Regions from separate parts of the Sus scrofa genome. Here region 2 is linked to region 1. A link is a contact called in public Hi-C data. All regions are on one chromosome and are shown on one strand. Each heading gives the region's core, a stretch centred on a gene start, on an enhancer-like site or on the middle of the called end of the contact. The rest is flanking DNA. Distances are from core to core; before and after follow the strand shown. Region 1 holds the start of SVIL (supervillin). Region 2 holds the start of ARHGAP12 (rho GTPase-activating protein 12).

Region 1 (2,700 bases), core at 182-2,681:
GTTCCAGTCCCTCAGCTGCAGCAAGGCCCGAGGGGCGCCGCAGACCTTAGAGACCCCGGTCAGGCACTGTGAATATCCAGCCCTTCCAGGGACAAAACCCATCAAAATGTGTGCGAACGTTGTAGTCGCAGGGGCTCGGGGCCACTGGTCAAGCAGATCGTCCTGTGGCCACTCACAGCCATGAAAAAGTCTGGTCACCCTCCGAACTGCCCGTCTTGACAGGGGACCGTCCCCTCTGTCGGTGGTTCTCACACTTTACACTTCTGCTAATCAGAATCCCTCGCCAAACCCCCGAGATTTGTTTAAAACACAGATTGCGAGCCCCACCCCACTGTCTGCTTCTTTAACCTGCCTGGCCCAGAACTTGGCGTTTCTAACAAGTTTCCAGGTGATGCTGAGACAGTGGTGATGATGAAATGAGTTAAGGTTGGTGAAGTACTTGGTAATCTGCGAGGCAGTAAATAAACTTATGAAATTCACTTGTGCTTCTTGTCTGTTTCACTAGTGTTCACATTTACATTCCCTCCAGCTACTGCTTTTTTTCCTCCCACTGTTAGATTCTCATTTTAACTCCTGAGGATGCATCAAGCGGATCCATACCTGCTCCCATCTGAAGAATGAAAAGGGAGTGTGTTAGTTTCCTAAGGCAGCCTTCACCACCTACCCTGCAGACCTGGAGGCCTAGACCACAGAATATCTTCTCACCCATCTGGAGGCTGGAAATCAGGCGTCAGGAGGGTTGTTTCTTCTGAGGCCTCTCTCCTTGGCTTATGGATGGCTGCCTTTCTTCTGTGTGTCTCTGTCCTAATCTCTTTTTAAGACCCCAGTCATGCTGGATTATAGCCCACCCATTAAAGACTTCATTTTCACTAAGTTACCTCTTTGAAGATCCTATCTCCAAATCCAATCACATCCTGAGGTTCTGGGAGTTAGGGCTTCAACAGACGAATTGGGCAGAGGAGACGGGGGCAACTCGGCCCATAACAGCTTTACTGCCCCCAAGATCCCAGAGCAGCTTCTGGGCTCAGCCTTCCCCAATCTCTACTCCATCCTTGTGCCCTCCCCTGGAGCTGGCTCGCATGTGGACTGACAAACACAAACCCTTAAAGTGCTGTGACTCACAGCTGGAAGGACTTAAAATCCAGCTCAGGGTCCTTGAGAATATGATCAGCACAACACTCCAATGTGTGAAAAGAATCTATGAGAAATTCGGAACCCCAGCAGACCTTTCAGAACTGGCCCTTTACAGTTTGTTAATGACGAAGTAGAGAAGCAGCCTTACCTCTGCCCTGCCCTCGTGGGAGCTATGCCCTCTGCCTGGTACCTGTGCCGTCTCTGGAAAGTTCAAGAAGGAGGGTCTGTGTTGAACACATGCAATAAAGACGCTTCCTTCCTCCTGCTATCTGGGAGAGTGCTGGCAGCGTTTAAGCTAGGGAGGCCGGAGGAGGCAGAGACTAGAGCTGTTTACACTGATCCCAGGCTAACCAGAGACAGCTGATCTTCAGCAAATCAGTAATAGCCCTGAATTAAGGATCCTCCCAAAGCCTCATTCCCAATCCCCTGCTGGTCCTGTCTTTACTTTGTGGCTTCAGCTAACACCAGGCGAGACTCTCCCCAATCTCCAGATCCAAGTAGCTACTAAATCAGCACTCCAGACTCAGTATATCCATCATAGAACTCTTTCCCCCAAACGTTGTCTCCCCACCTGCATCCTCTATCTGAGTGACTGGCAAAGGTGCACATCCCATTCAATCCACCTGCTACTGTGTCTTGGATGCCTCACAGCAGCCCCTTTGCTTCTCCATACCCATCACTACTACCCAGGCCAAAGCCCTTTGTGCCGTTTCTCCTGTTTTTTTTTTTTTTTCCCTGCTTTTTAGGGCTGCACCCACAGCATATGGAGATTCCCAGGCTAGGGGTCAAACTGAAGCTGTAGCTGTAAGCCTACACCACAGCTCATGGCAACGCTGGATCCTTAACCCACTGAGCCTGGCCGGGGATAGAACCTGTGTCCTCATGGATACTAGTCAGATTCATTTCCCCTGAGCCACAATGGGAACGCCTCTCCTTGGGTGTTCAATACCAGCCTCCTAACTAGACCACTGCCACAGCATCCTTTTGGCCAGCATCCTCCATACTGCATCCTTGGGTATCTTTCAGAAGCAGAAACCTAGTTATCCTGTGCCCTTTTTTAACCCCTCAATGGATTCCTTTTGTTTCAGGAACGAATTTAAGCACCTTTGCTTGCCTCCTTCTGGAGGCTCATCTCTAACCATTTCCCCATCTGTGCCTTTCATTGGAGCCAAAGGGACCACTCCCAATGCCGGCAGATTCAAGATGGTCCATGTTCTTGGAACACAAATACCCAGCACTCTCTTCATCTAGGGAGATGGTATCACCTCTTCCAGCCTCCTCCAGAGAGTTGCCAGGTCTAGGAAGCCCACCCACCCCTTCCTGAATGAGGTGTCCTTGTGCTGCTCTTTCTGCACCCTGGGCACATCTCAACCATAGCACTTAGAGCGCTGGCCATCATTCCTGGGTCAACCTTCTGCATCTTCCAGCAAACCCTGAGGTCCCAGAGGATAAGAGCCTTAACCATTTTTGTAAGTTTGAAGTCTAGGCTGGACTGGATGCTCAAAAAGAAGTTCACTTTAAGGAATGGACTGATTCCTAGAAATTCAGAAGATTTAGTCAAATTTG
Region 2 (2,700 bases), core at 30-2,529, 1.4 Mb before region 1:
CTAGAAAGAGATCACAAGGGATTCTATGGAAAATAGTTTCAGAAGCACATGGTAGTAATACTCTACTGAACAAAGGCATGGCAAAGAACTCGTTAGAAACTGAGGGAGACAGAAAAGACTACCCATGCCAAGGAAAGGGGGTCTTGAGTGTACTGATAGAGACAGTATGGTCTCAGGCTTAAGTACCTTTTCTTTGAGAGAGGAGAGTATCTTACAACTTTAAGCCCCCCGCCCTGAACATTAGATTTAATTTTCTAACAAGGTAGTAAACTAGAGTTGTTAAAGTCTTGACAATATCCCAGTGGGTTCTTTGCAGTCATTAAAGAAAAACTGGGAGTTCAGCTTGTGATTAAGGAAGCCAATGGCATCTTCAAGCATGAGGTGAAGAACAGAGAAGAGCCAATTGAATAATACCTTGGCCTTTTTTCCTAGTACTATTAACATTTTATCCAGGCGCCATAACAGACACAATCAACAGTTGGTTACTAAATGAATGGTGTCTGCAGTCCTAATACATAGCAGTTATTTTTCTCAGTCATTGAATTTTAGAGCTTAGAAGGAGACTTTGGACTTGTCCACAGGCTTTTTGGGCAGCTAAGGTTGAGAAAGATGAAGCGACAATGGAAGGAGGAGGTCTCCCCCTACATTCCCAGTGCAGCGGATCTCCTGCAAACGCAGCATACTGGGCTAACTTTGGGCAACAACACCGCAGCGCACACAACAGGCCAGTGGACAGCGGGGAGAGGAGTCGGCGGTCAGCTGCCTCGGGACTGCAGCGGAGTGTGCGCTGCCGGTCCCAGCAGGAGCCCCGTCATGGACCAGGGTCTCCAGAGCTGCACTTCACCGACCGAAGTATCCTGTGGACTCTTCCTGAGCCTGCCCGCGGGATTTCCGGGTTCAGGAACCGCTGACCGACGCCGGGCAGCGTTCCCAGCAGGCAGGCGGCAGGAGAAAGAGGTGGGGGCGGGCCCACGGCCCCCTCCTCCCCAGCCCCACTCCAACCACTCCAGTCTCGGAAGTTTTCCAGTCCACCCTTCCCTCCTTTTCCCCAGGAGCGTTTTCTCAGCTTTTCCCACCTGGAGTTTGCAAAGCATCCACACCCCCTCCGCCCTCTAGGAGCGCGCCACTCCGCGCGCCTCGGCCCCGCCCTCTGCCTCCCCTCCTCCTCCCGGATCCTCCAAGGCCGAGTCACCCCTCGCCCGGCGGGCCGTCACGTGCGCCTCGCCCCGCCCCATCACGTGGCGCGCCCCGCCCCCGTCCCACGTGACCGCTTCCCCGCCCCGCCCCCGCGCCGGCGCGCTCCGACGTGCCCTGGAACTTACCCTCCCGGGGAGAGCTGCCTGCGGGGACGCGCCGGCCGCGGCCGCCGCCGAGTGAGCGCCCTTCGGGCTCGCCTGGGTGCCCCACTGCTGCCGCCGGCACGGGAGGGAGCCGCTTCCCGCGAGGCCGCTGCGCTCTCTGTGAGGTGAGGGGGCTTGCGAGCGGAAGGCAGTTCGGGCGGCGCAGCACAAAGGCGCCTGGGGCTGGGGTTTGTACCCGCCGAGGGCTGCGGGGCCGGGGGAGGCGTGTGCTGGCGCGCGGTGGCGCCGAGGGGCGCGAGTGCAGCCGGAGGCGCGGCCCGAGGGGTCGGGGCTCGGGGCGGGGACCGTCGCCGGCAGGTCGGCAGATATGGGCTGCGGGGTTTAAATGGCTCGAAGTTGTGGCTCCTTTGCCCCCCGGTTTTCTGACTTCCTGTGAGAGGGCAGTGCCCGCCGCCCCGCCCCCAGGAAGGAGGGTATCGGGGCGTGTGTGTGTGTGTGTGTGTGTGTGTGTATGTGTGTAAAAGGCTGGCGGTGCCGCCCTCTTTCCTGGTCTCCCGCCACCGCGCGTGCCCGCTTCCCAGCCGCTGGAGGGGGTGCACCCCCCACCCCACCCCGGAGCGGATCTGGGCCTCCCCTCGAGGGCTTTGACCTCAAAACTGGGCGCTCGGGGCTCTGCAGTCTGTAGAGGTGCCCCGCCCCTGCTGAATGGGCATTTGCTTCTCTGCGAGGAATTTCCTCGGGGTCCTTAAATTTAAAGAATTCCCTGTCCTCTCCTCTGGGGTCGTTGATTATCTTCTAAGAATGACTGTCCTTGGCGTGTTTTATCTTAAGTTACCGCAGACTCCTGGAGAAGAAACGGCCACAGGGTCATCAGCAGAGCAAAAGGCACGGCCTTGCGTTTTAGAGGCGTGTGATGTTTTCCTGTCGGCTGCAGCAGCAGTCGTTTTAAATGCACTTGCGAAGGCAAAAGCAAAATGTTCAAAGCGTAGCACTATGAAAAGTTCTCACGTCATTCCAAGCGAAGTGTTGTGGCAGAGGCAGTTAGCCCTCGTCCTGCTTGATGGTTAATCATGACCTGTGGAGGTAGAATTTATTGACCGTTCATGCGCGTATTCCTTGGGGGCGATGATGTAGAGGAAGGAATATTGAGGAGTCGCTGGAATCTGGTTCAGATTCTGCCCCCCGCTTCTAAAGGTGAGACCTTGGAAGGCTCTGAATGTTGCAGTGAGAGGTTGTTAAAGTATCCAGCTCCTTGCCATGCCTCTCTAATATTTAAATGTTGGGTACCGGTAGCCTAGAGATAGATGTACTAGTTTGTCATTCGGTGTTCCTTACCTGATCCGCAGGAGGGTGTGTTACAGGCTGAAGCATCTTTGTGTATTTTTTTATTTGAATAGAC

Evidence for each region. Hi-C and Micro-C count contacts between places; a contact is called where the count stands out from the background.
Region 2: a contact with region 1 is called in a Hi-C map of liver, with 4 times the contacts expected there. The contact joins the promoter of ARHGAP12 here to the promoter of SVIL in region 1. A contact is called at or near these places in 1 of 5 promoter capture datasets (liver) and 1 of 47 Hi-C or Micro-C datasets (liver).

What each region holds. Positions count from the first base shown.
Region 1 is chr10:41,175,089-41,177,788 of Sscrofa11.1, reverse strand. It overlaps SVIL (supervillin), which reads right to left and starts at 1,431. Exons shown (of 36, transcript XM_021064788.1): 1 at 1,283-1,431.
Region 2 is chr10:42,575,930-42,578,629 of Sscrofa11.1, reverse strand. ARHGAP12 (rho GTPase-activating protein 12) reads left to right here and starts at 1,279. Exons shown (of 18, transcript XM_021064803.1): 1 at 1,279-1,465.